2 separate regions of the Mus musculus genome follow, and region 1 is linked to region 2. Evidence: chromatin contacts called from public Hi-C data. All regions are on one chromosome and are shown on one strand. The core of a region is the stretch at or near the end of the contact, and the rest is flanking DNA. Distances in the headings are between cores, read along the strand shown.

Region 1 (5,813 bases), core at 1,757-4,256, 220 kb before region 2:
CCATTTCTTTAGTCCCTACCAGGTGCCTGTGGGCTGGGGTCTCAGCTGTTTCTCAGAACTCATTAACGTGGATGTACCATCTTAATTTTCAGACAAGAAAACTAAAGCTCAATGAGGTTAAGTGGGTTTCCCAAGAAACCAAACTCACCATGCACAGAGCCCAGGTTCAGACCCAAGACTGGCAGAGGTCAAAATTAAGGTTTCTAGCTGTGCCCTCACAGTCAACTGGGAATAGGAGGAAGATAGGAGCCCTGTCTGCTCTTCATGGCAGTTCAGTAAAATGAACGAGGGAACTGGTCACTCCAATCCCTTCAGTGTCACCCTTCCTCCGGCCACTAAGAAGCCCTCCTATTTTGTGCAGGCTTCAGTCAGCTTCAGCACAAACAACCCTGGCAATGGCTTACCCTAGCCAGTGCTTCAATCTCACGCTTGCAGCTTTGTGGCTTTCTGGAAATCACGTCAGGCGGCAACATAGCATAGAGGTCGAACAGGAACATATCAACAATATAGAATAACCCGGGGGGTCACTCCTGACCAGCGGTGTATGAGCGCTGATAAAGACCTATGTCCTGCTTCTCCTTTCCTCATGATAGACATTCCCCGAATCTTCATGTGGAGCTGTGGAAAGTTCCACAGGGTCAAGCCGCATCCGTGGCCGAGCCACCAACACATCAACACATCTAGGTTGAGCTGAGTTTCTCTCTCTGTTTTCCTCTGGCTGATCCCTCATTCCTACCAAAGAGCCACATTTTCAAGTAAATTATCTACAAGCCTTCATCCCAGGCACATAGGCAGAGGAGGACCGCCTTGCTGGGGGACAGCTTACGTAGCATGAGAAAGGCCCAGGGGTCAATCCCTACTACAGAAAAAAACAAAAAAACAAATAAAATAAAAGTCCAGGCTATATATGTATGTTTATCTCACTGGATACTATGGTTGCAGGAAGGGGTAGTATAACAATATCTTAAATAAGGTCCTAATGTCCCTAAAAGATTGGAGTGATTGGGGTGGGCAGAACACTTAGTGGGTAGAGCTCTTGCTGCACAACCGTGGGAAACTAAGTTCAAGTCCCCCGAATGCACACACAAAACTTGGATTTATCATGGAATCGCAGACATCAGCGCAAAGCCAAGGGTCGTGATACATTGGAGCCTATAACACCATCCAATGAGAAATGGAAATGTACAAACTGCCTGACAAGGAAATTAAAATTAACCACCATACAGAAACCCAGTGAGCTACAGAATACGAGACAATTAATATCAGAAATGCATTACCAAAACAAACAATGCAACAGCAAAAATAGATCTTTAAAAAGAACCAAGCTGAGGCTGGAGAGATGGCTCTGTGGTTAAGAGCACTGACTGTTCTTCCAGAGGTCCTGAGTTCAAATCCCAGCAACCACATGGTGGCTCACAACCATCCGAAATGAGATCTGATGCCCTCTTCTGGTGTGTCTGACAACAGCTACAGTATACTTACATAGAATAAATAAATATATCTAAATAATAATAATAATAATTTAAAAAAACTACTTGGGGAAGAAAGGGTTGTATCATCTTACAAACTCCCAGGTCATAAGAGAGTAGCCAGGGCAGAATGTCAGGATCTGAGACCGTGGAGGACTCCTACTTACTGGCTCACAGGTACCTGGGTCAGAGTTCCCTTCCCAGGTGTAGGCAGCTTACAAAGTGTACTCTAGCTCCAGGGATCCAACATCCTCACCCACACACAAGTGGCACGCAAGTGGCATGTGCCTGCACACACACACACACACACACACACACACACACACACACTTAACAAATAAAATTTGTAAAGTACAAAATATAAAGAAAAAAATTAAAAATTGGACTTCATAAAAATAAAGAACATTGGCTCTTCGAAGGGCACTGTTGAGGGAACAAGAAGCAAGTTGTACACTGGGGGAAAACGGTTTTATAACGCATGCCTACTAAGCGCTGCAAGCCTGTATTAGGGGACAAGCAACTCATCTGAAATGATCCCCGGGGTCTGGCTACTCCCAACGATTGCTGCTTGAGCTGCCTTGTATTTAAACAACAAATTCTCGTTTCTGTTCTGGACTGTTCCCAGGAATGCTGGCTTTGGCAATCCCACCGTGTATGGTTGTACTGGGACAGTGGCTTCCCTGAGAGCTGCCACAGCAGCACAGCCCTCAATGGGGGGGTCGGGGTGGGGGAGCTACCTGATCCTCCTGAGAAGAGACTGTGGATCCTCTTGTATACAAAAATCTGTTTCCAATGTTGGGACTGGACATAAGGCTGGGGGTGGGGGGAAGGGGGGGACTTGAAGCCAAAGACTGTGTAAGCTCTACTTCCGAAATTCCTTTTTTCCTCTAGTTTCTGTGAACAAGGAGCACTGCATTGGAGCACCATCTCCTGCTGTGTAGCCCTGGTGTGGGGGAGGGAAGGGGGAAAGGGAAGGGGTTGAGGGGGTGCTCTTGTCTTTAATTTATTCATCTGTAGAACACGAGGAATAGCTTCAACCTGAAAGGCTGGCCGAGTGGATTAACAAGATGCATAACCCTTTCCCAACAGTTCCTGGACCCAGTAAGGGGGCTGACAAGAAGACTCTTGGGCCCGGTGCCTCTGACTTCTGGCTCACCTTCATCCCTTCCCCAGAGGACTGAGTTTGACATTGTGTCCTTGGTCTGGTCCATGGCTGCAGCGCAGGAAGGCCTTCTGCCAGTAGATGTCAGACATGACTCATTAGAAGAAAGTCTATCCCATCGTTCAAGCATAGCGCATGGCGGGCCATGATGAGCAGAGACAGTCTTGGTTTTAGAGCTTTTTTGTAGAAAGGCAGAGGGAAAGAGAGAGGTAGAAAGTGAGAGGCCGGCCATGGCCACGTGGAGAGAGGGGGGAAGGGAAAAAGAGAAGGAGGGCTAGAGAGTAAGAAAGGTGAGGGCTTAAGAGAATGAGGAGGGGGCCAAGCAGCCCCTCTTATAGTGGGCTGGGCTATCTTGCTATTACCAGGTAACTATGGGGAGGAGCATAGTCAGATAACTGTGGGGGTGGAGTCTAGCCAGAATGCTAGAAGCTTGGGACATTGTCTGCATGACTGATAGTCACAGTCACAGAATTATGGAGTTGGGAGCTCTGTAGTGTCAGGCACCTGTCTCTGGGAATGAGGCTTGCTTTTCCAGCCCTTGTAGAGTTCTCTACTGGGTCACTGAAACAAGCCCCATTCAACCAAAATAGGCTGCCTATCACAATCCCACTCACATCTTACTCCAAGTACTTGGGAGAGTGAGGTTCAGGGTCAGCCTGTCTACACAGTGACAGCCAGGGCTGGGGGTCTGTGTACACAGTGACAGCCAGGGCTGGGGGTCTGTGTACACAGTGACAGCCAGGGCTGGGGAAATCTGTGTACACAGTGACAGCCCAGGCTGGGGGTCTGTGTACACAGTGACAGCCAGGGCTGGGCGTCTGTGTACACAGTGACAGCCAGGGCTGGGGGTCTGTGTACACAGTGGCGGCCAGGGCTGGGGGGTGGGGCAGACGGGTTTCTTATTTTATATCTTATGGGGAAGGAGTTTTAAATTATTACATCTAAATGCTCCAAAAAGTAATCTAATGGGTATTGGGCCCCCAAAGCTTCATTTTATAAATGCTATAAAGAAATGCTCTGTGAGAAGTGATAGCTTAGCCCAAATCCTAAAACAAAGCCAGTGCACCCTCAGGTTACTTTTGTCCTCACTGCCATCCCCACTTGAACAACAGGTCATCCCTGCCTACTGTCACTGATGGTGACATCCTGACATCCGTCAGATGCCTGTAAATGGTCACACACTTTAACTTAGAAAGTCTACTTTTGGAGACACTGTCCAAGGAACCTATCAGCTCTTCCAAGACTGACACCACACTATTTATGGCCATATTGTTTACACAGTGCAATCTGGGAATAACTAAGAGATCCAATTATAGAGATGCTGACACGGAAAGATGGTGCAGACCGATGACAAAATGTTAAAACGTCACCGAAATGTCATTTCCAAAGAATACTTTGTTTTGTTTTTTGGTTTTTTGGTTTTTTGAGACAGGGTTTCTCTGTGTAGCCCTGGCTGTCCTGGCACTCACTTTGTAGACCAGGCTGGCCTCGAACTCAGAAATCCACCTGCCTCTGCCTCCCCAGTGCTGGGATTAAAGGCGTGCGCCACCACGCCCGGCACCAAAGAATACTTAATGTTGTGGAAAATTACAATATAACCTCACTTGGCAAAAAGACATAAAATTACACATACAAATATGTATATAATAAACTTTTAAATATATTTACATATTCATTTTAAAGTGCTCTTAGAGAGAACCTTGAAAAAAGCAACTTCAAATTAAAATATGAAACAATCAAAATGTTAATAGCATTTGTCTCTCGGTAGCAGGGCTATGTGCTTTAATGCCTTCTTTCTTATTAATTTTCCTAATTTTTAGTAATGCATATATGTTATTAATATAATCAGGAAAGTGTCTGTTTCAATCATATTAAAAATATCATTTGGAATAGTTATTATCTAGAAAAAAAAGATTATATTCAGAAAATAAAAAGCAAAGACCAAGGTTTTTCCTGTCATCAATCTACTGACACAGTTTACAACTCAGTCCTCAGGGGAGGAGGACAAAGGCACCACCACAAAGGGGACAAAGTCAGGACCACCACAACCACTCAGTTGGTTATTCAGGTAACTTCAGGTAATGCATGCGCAGAGGGTGTGCTATGGTTGCCATGGCAGCAGACTCAGACTGGTCTTGTCGCCTAGGGATGATGTCATCCCTGGATTCAGAGGCTGGTTGTAAACAGCTTCTGATGCTAACAACCATCACTGGGGTTGACTGTCACTGGGGACGACTGTTATCAGTGACATCACATCCTGAAAAGCAAATGTGAAATTAAACAAATTTAACATCTAGAATTTAAACAAATTATCTTTGATTTTTATTAGAGGATATTAATTGAATAAAATAATGGGTTTCGCTGCAACTTTGATCATATCTGCTCCCATCCTCCTCTGCCACTCTCACGCATACCCACATACCCATGGGTCCCTTCCTCCTTAAAAAGAAAAAAAAATCTCCACCTTCTACTTTCCTGCCTTTTTTAAAGGTCAGTGCACACTCATGTGCTTCATCATGACTTCTTCATACACAGGATACTCCATATGCTGCCCCTTGCTCTCCTTCCCAACTGACTGTCCTTTTGAAAACTCCTTTCTGTCTTCCTGAGTCTGACTTATTTCACTCACTATGAGGATCTCCAGCTCAGTCCGTTTTCTGCGAATGACTCTGTTCTCCTTTCAGTCGTATACTGTTCTGTGCACGGGCCACGTTCTCCATACACTGTTGTCTGAGGACGATGCCTCAGCTGACCCTAACTCTGCCTCTGTGGACCGGGCTGTAGGAAGCCTGGGGCTACAGGGATCCTTGCCACGTGCCGTTTGAAGCCCTTGTTAATTTGTCAAGAGTGGTATTGCTGATAGTATGGTGATTATATTTTTAGATTTTGCGGAAACTTCGTACTGATTTCCATAGTTACTGGACTTATTTAAATCCCCTCCCCCAGCTCCCTCGGCATCTCTGTCTCCTTGATGCAAGCCATTGTGACTGAGCTGAGAAAGAACCTCAGTGTGCTTTGGATTTTACTAAAGACGAGCACTTTTATTACTGTATTTTTTAGCCATTTATCCTTATTCTGAGAACCATCTCTTTACTTCATTTGCCTGTTTACTCTCTGAATTATTATTCTTTATTATTTGAGAAACAATTTCTCAAATAACTCAAGCTCCCTGGGGCAGCCAG
Region 2 (6,549 bases), core at 696-3,195:
TGGTAACAGGTGGTAGGGACTGTATCACTCATAACTGAATGGAGTATTAGGATGTGGGACGGAGCTGGAGGAAGGATGTCATCAGGCATGCCTTTGAAAAGCACCCCACCATCTTTTCCTGACCACCATGAGCTAAGCTGCTCTCCTGTGCAGTGATGTTCCAGCCTGGCTTCCGGCCAACAGCAATGGAACCCATGGAACCCTCCCTCTGGGGCTTAGAACAAAAAAGAAACATTTTCTAACCCTCTCAGGCTTAAGAAACATTTTTCTCCCTAGTTTCTCTAAGTATTTGTCTTGGTTTGTTGGGTATCACTTAAGAGTTTCATGACCCTTGATAAATTACTTAGTGTCTGCCTCAGATTTGTCACTGGCAAGACAAAGAATCTCTTCTGTTAAGACTGTTTATGGGATTAAATAAAATAATTTACAGCACTGTGCCTGGCAGGGACTAAGTTAAGGAGTCAATACATATGAAGTTAGTAACAGTGAATGGCACAGGGGAAAGGTAGTGGGCTGGCTTCTCGCTGTGCCAACCTTCAAATGAAACAGAGCCCCTAGTCACAGTGTTTTCTGAGCGAGGACTTTTATGCTGAGAGTAGTCTAACAGCTCCAGGTACCTTGCAATCCAAATACCCAGTTGGCTTTCCTTCCTAGGAAGTCTTCATCTGATGCAGTGAAGGTGGCAGGCAGGCATTCTGCCTCCCCCCCTTACAGGCCCTGACTTACTCTGCACACTATCGCATTGTTACCACAGAGGTAGACTTCTGGGTACCTAAGTCTTCTCAACATTTTAAATCGGTGCATTGAGAAAAGAAACCCAGGATTTGTAAGAAATCTAAGTGTCTCTAGGGTTGCCTTTCAAGCAAAAAGAACATTAGTTGGATGCAAAGGAAGGACCCTTGCAAAATGGTTATAGTTGGTTCCTGGATGACTGCTGGAAAGTTTGTTAAGGGAAATTCTGAATTTGTGGATCCATATAGTTCTGACAATTCAAAACGAAGATGAAACAACAATGTCTCCATAGTTTGGTCCAGGCTGGACCAGTATCTTAAGATTTTCTGTTTGCCATGGCTGTTTACGAGTGATGATGAAGTTCTGGTAGGTTCCAATTCAGAAAACAGCGCTCCCCATAGTGGGTACTTGACATGGCCCAGACAGCACCCCTGCAGGACAAGGGGACAAGACCTTGAGGCGTGAGGAAGAAGGGACACTGTGGGTGCAATGCAGCCATTCTGTTGCTTGGAAAGATTCTAGGGCATGGGAGGGAATGTGAAGAGTGATCCTTATGCCCAGTCTGTGCTTACACAGTACAGAAACCTCTCCTCTGAGGACTACCATTCTCCTGCTAGTTCACAGCCCCCACTGCTCCGGGGCTGTGAGTGTCTGAGAGAAGTCAGTGCAGAGCCCTCACTGCTCTTTCCAGTTTCCAGAGGAAGCATCACTAGGGATAACTGTCATAAGGATTTTTCTCCCCTGCCATACAATACTGAAGCTTCTCTCCCTCTCTTTTTTTTGAAGAAGTGCGTTTATGACTGATCGCTCAACACCTTGTTGGTTCTGATTGCAGAAAACACACCTTATAAATATATGATAACCATCCTGTAATAGAGAGTGTGACAATTTACTTCACAGTGCGTTTCAGGCTGCTAATTGATCGTTTCAGTCCAGGGACGATTTGGAATAAATTATAGCCATCAAAAGGATATCACAGCTCATTTTGGTGGAAAGGTTTCCACGTCGCTTCGCGTTCATCTCCGGAAGAGGGACGATTACACCCGGCGGGCTGGGAGGTGGGGAGGGAGAGGGACCCTCATAGAGGCGGCCGGTGGGTGGAGCTTGAGCAGCCAGGGGCCGGTCCTGGGGCGTGACCATCGTAGGGGGCGTGGTCGTCCCGAGGGCGGGGCCACCATGAGGGCGGGGCCTGGCAGCGACGGCGCACGCGCTGCAGCTCCGCGGCCGGACAGTAGAGGCCTCCCTTCCGAGGAGGTGGCGCAGGCTGCTCGGCTACCCGGTGAGGTCCACGCGCAGCCCACCCGGCGCTCGGTTCCCCGGCCGCTGTCTCCCGCTGCAGGCGGCGGCGCCGGGCCTCGGAGGTGAGCGTGGCCCCCGGGGCCCTGCTTGGGGCGGGTGCTCGCGCGCGGGGCTTGCGTTCCTCAGCCCCGTGTGCGGTCGGGGGAGCAGGGCGTCGCGAGCGGGAAAGCGGTGCGGAGCGAGCGCAGCTTCGGGGGACGCCGTCCCTCAGCCGCCTCGTGACTCACCCGGCTCGGCCCGGCCGGAGCCACGGCCCCCGAGTCTCGTGTGCTTGGCCCGAGTCACCCCGGGATATGCGGCCCTTGTCCGGGCCCACCGCGGGGTCGCCACCGGGCCACCCCAGCTCACATGTGTGGACAGTAGAGCAGACAGACGGACCCAAGGCCGACTGGCGGGTGGGGCTGGGATTGGGCAAAGTTGCTGTCCCCAGCCCCCAGCCCCGCCCAGGGGAACACTCCGCAAGAAGGAAGAGTCTCTTAGTTCGTTTGGCGTGTCCCTCAGTCGGCCAGTGTGCCCCAAACCGGTCCTCTCCCCAGGTGCCCGGATTTTGTTGTGTTGTTTTATTTATTTATTTTTAGTCTTCTGTCACGCAAATACAGTATGTCACTCTAGGAAAGGGATGTTTCTATGGCGACTTTGACAGCAATCATCATACCAAGCTATTATGAAATGTGATATCTGTGCGTTCCGGAAAGACCGATAATACATAAACCAGTTCTTGACACAGTATCTCATAAGGAAACATCTTGAGGCTATCGGTAAAAGGCATTTTAATTCACACACTAAAAAAATATTTTGTGCTTGGTTGACATCTTTCAAAATGTTGAACGAAATAGGAACATTTACCATTTTGTACGTATTTATCAATGTACTCACAACAGCCCCCATAAGAAGGGGGAGGGTGTCCTCTTGTTCTTTCTGTCTTAGTTCTTATAAAGTAGAGAGCAGGCAGGTGTTATGTGACCTCTAAGTAGTCCACAGAATGTTAATGAGAGTTCTAGGAGACCAAGTGTTCCCTAAAACCAGAGTAATTGGAAGAGTCAAACTCAGATTTGAATGTGTTGGGTTTGACATGTGGTTGTCAGGGTTGTATTTGCATGGACCAAGTCCTGGGAAATGTCAATTGTGGGGTTACTTTTACAGTGAACCCCATGAGTATTGACCACGACAGAGTTTTCTTTTCCTCCATGTATGCTGTTCTTTGTTATTGATTATTGATCATCACAGGCACAGAGCTCATCTTTGCCAATGAGCAGGATCTCTACAAACATTTAATAATTGTTAAAATGTAACATTATTTCCTGGTTATAAAAAAAGACCCAAGGAATCTTACTATCAAAGAGCTAAAAAACTGTGATTTATAAATGTATACCAATAGCAAATCTATGCTGACCAAGGGAGTAAACTGTTAGGAATCAGAAAACTTTCTGTAGCCTGTGTTCTCTTCACAGCACTGTGACTGTTGCTTGCTCAGACTTTGTAAACAAAGTTTAAAAGGCTTACATGACTCAAGAGCTTATGATACTCTTTTAACTATTTTAGAATGCAGTTTTGCTAAGTGGCTCTTGTTCCTTATGTGGTATGCTGGACTGCTCAGTTACACATAACCGCAAGCACTAACTTTGAGTTAAATTGAAGCCACGCACCACTTTAAAATTTTGTAACACACACAATTAAATCAAGCAAACAAAACACATTCCAAGTATTTATGCACGTATGAGTTTAAGGTTAATTGGTTTAACAGAAATGAGGACCATACTCAGCATATTTACTCCAGTGATTTGAAAAGTCGTATCTTCCTTTAGTTCCTGAAGGACAAGTATATGACCAAACCAGAGTAGTACCATTTGAGTTCAAAACAAACTGAAAGACAATTGGATTGCTTTCTTGGGCAGCTTTTAAATTAGTTCTACAGTTAGTTTACCAATATAGTTTGAAGAATGGCATCATTGGAATAAGAGTAGTTACCAAGGGACAGTTTGAAGAGAAGTACTCATTTGGAATTATAAGTTGTCTTTAATTGTCAATGAATTATTCATTTATGAGTCATGTACATGTATAGCATTACATTGGTATATGCTGTGGAGACAGATTGCTTCAGAAAGCTATATTATGAAGAATTTGCCTGGGCCAGATGTATTGCATACACCTTTAGCTGGAGGCAGAGGCAGTGGATCTGTGTGAGTTTGAGGCTAGCCTGGTTTACATAGTGAGTCCCTGAATAGGTAGTGAGAACCTGTCTAAAATAATAATAAAATAAATAAATAAGATTTTTTGTTGGATTTTTATGAGAGTTTGTAATTCTGGCATGATTTTTAAAACCTTATAATATGTGGTAGGAATTTTAAAAGTTACAATCTCATAGTTAAAATAGGATTGCACTTTAATATATATAATATATTACACTATATATACTAAGTTGGTATTCTATATTCCTTGAACTATAAAAGAACATGAGTTAAAGTATTCTCAGCTATCCTTAGACTACAAATGGGTCTAAACTGTGAGCTAAACTATTTATAATTTTTAATTTTGTTGAACATGAATTATAAAGTACATATGTACCAATCATTATGTTTTGTAAATAATATCATTCTACCTATTACAAAATCCACAGAAGTCTAGAACTCCTACCCTACTGAATTTAAACCCTTGGGATATTCAAGACTAGAATGTGGTAGAAGGGATAGAAGGCAGCAGAGGAAAGGAGAGTCCTTGGAGAGGAAAAGACACAGGTGATGGAATTTGAAGTTGTTTAATTCTCTTGAAGGAAGGACTTTCCTAAAACCCAGAAAAAAATATTTAGAAGTTGTTTATATAGTTCATAGTCAACTCCAACTGAGACTAGAGAGTCAAGAAACGCATAAAAATATGAGAAGAAAAAGAATATAACTAGTGAGTAAGAATTTTAACCAGAGTTCAGGTCTAATACTTATGGTATTATATAGAGGGCTAAGAGATTAGTACATAGTTTCTGTTCTATTGCTGTGGTGAAACACCATGACCAAGGTAACTTAGAAAGGGGGGCATTAAACTGGGTGCTCCCTTGCAGTTACAGATTAGTCCATGATCCTCTTAGTGGGAAGAATGGTGGTGGATCAGCAGGCATGGCACTGGAACAGTAGCTGATAGCTTACACCTGATCAGAAAGTTGCAGGCACACGTGTGCGTGCACACACACACACACACACACACACACACACACACACACAGAGAGAGAGAGAGAGAGAGAGAGAGAGAGAGGGAGGGAGGAGGAGAGAACCTGGGCCTGGGTGGACTTTGAAACCTGAAAGCCCACCCCCAGTGACACACCTCCTTCAACAAGGCCATACCTTCTAATCCTTCCCAAAGAGTTCCATCAACTGTGGACCAAGTATTCAGACCACCATACCCAGTGATCAGTAAAGGTCTAGGGAACCAGACAAAGATAAAGGGTTTTTTTTTCTGTTTAAACAATGAATTGCAAATGCAGATGCTTGAGCACCTAGGAAGATCAACCAAAAGAGAAACAGTTTCAAAAGAACAAGTAAGTTCCCTCTCTTTTCCCCAAAGTCAGATTGGATGTGAAGATTAACCAGTTTGAATTAGACAAAAGTAAGGTCCTTATTGCAGTTCCATATGAAATTTTGAACTTTTCTCCGTGTCTGCCACTTAGTTTTGGAAATGTACCACTCCAGCCCACGTAGCGGGTTGTGTACCTAATAGGCCAGTGAACGAGATAAGCTGATGCAGTTCCAGATTTTCTTTCTGTGGGAAGACCATGTGCTGCTTGCCCATTAGGAAAACAAGGCAGCCTGTATTAGCAGCACAGGGAAGTGTTAGCACCGCCCATCTCCAGGTATGGGAGTGGTGAGAAAACACTTGAAGTGATTTTGGCCTTTCTTTTCAGGAACCCTGGCCATTATTTGAGTCATGCCTCTTTCCAGATTTGAGTCAACCGGATGCTTTTAAATATTATAGGTCAAAGTTTCTATAGCTTCACAGGTAAGGTATGTGGTCAGAAGATAGAGAAGTTAGTGACTTTAAGTTTACAAGATTCACAAGTAGGTCATAAATATAGAATAGGTGAGCCCTAAAAATTGCAGAATACCAGGCGGAAGAAAGTCCTGGTTCAGTAATGGAGACCAGGCTTATCATGGCCCACTTCTAATAGTTGAGGCATATTTTGATTTTTCTGAAAGACAAAATGTATATAGTAGCAATAATCCTTACTTCTATTTCTCCTGTGGGTGTGCAGAATTTGGTGTGGTAACACACAGGCTTTGTAAGTTGAGGTAAGGCTTGTTGACTTCAATCCATCCATGTATTTGAAACAAACTATATATGATGGTGACAGAGTGGTCTCAGACCGTGGGAGAACAGGTTGAGACAAAGAGTTGAGACAGGTGACTAACACTGTACAGTCACTGCCCTTCCTTCCTCAGATTCATAACTGCCTCATCATATTGAGGGGCTGTCAGGTTTTTGTTTGTTTGTTTTTGTACATTTCATAAAGGCCTGTACATATAAGGACATCGA

The links. A called contact is a pair of places that touch in the nucleus more often than the background predicts.
Region 1: a contact with region 2 is called in a Hi-C map of differentiating embryonic stem cells, with 3 times the contacts expected there. The contact joins two enhancer-like sites. A contact is called at or near these places in 16 of 484 Hi-C or Micro-C datasets (cerebellum, cortical neurons, differentiating embryonic stem cells and 7 more), 3 of 115 datasets of contacts at active chromatin or transcription factors (embryonic midbrain, embryonic stem cells and large pre-B cells) and 2 of 9 other capture datasets (embryonic stem cells and embryonic tail).

The regions. Positions count from the first base shown.
Region 1 is chr5:106,788,279-106,794,091 of GRCm38.p6, reverse strand. No RefSeq gene overlaps it. Among named protein-coding and RNA genes, the nearest start is that of Gm33327, 11 kb to the left of the region's middle. Within about 2 kb of position 3,006, at least 7 of the 459 cell types and tissues checked have an H3K27ac peak or open chromatin away from gene starts, as enhancers often do. A contact at or near this core is called in differentiating embryonic stem cells, where this site is marked.
Region 2 is chr5:106,570,132-106,576,680 of GRCm38.p6, reverse strand. It overlaps Gm8350. Among named protein-coding and RNA genes, the nearest start is that of Gm42145, 35 kb to the left of the region's middle. Within about 2 kb of position 1,945, at least 118 of the 459 cell types and tissues checked have an H3K27ac peak or open chromatin away from gene starts, as enhancers often do. A contact at or near this core is called in differentiating embryonic stem cells, where this site is marked.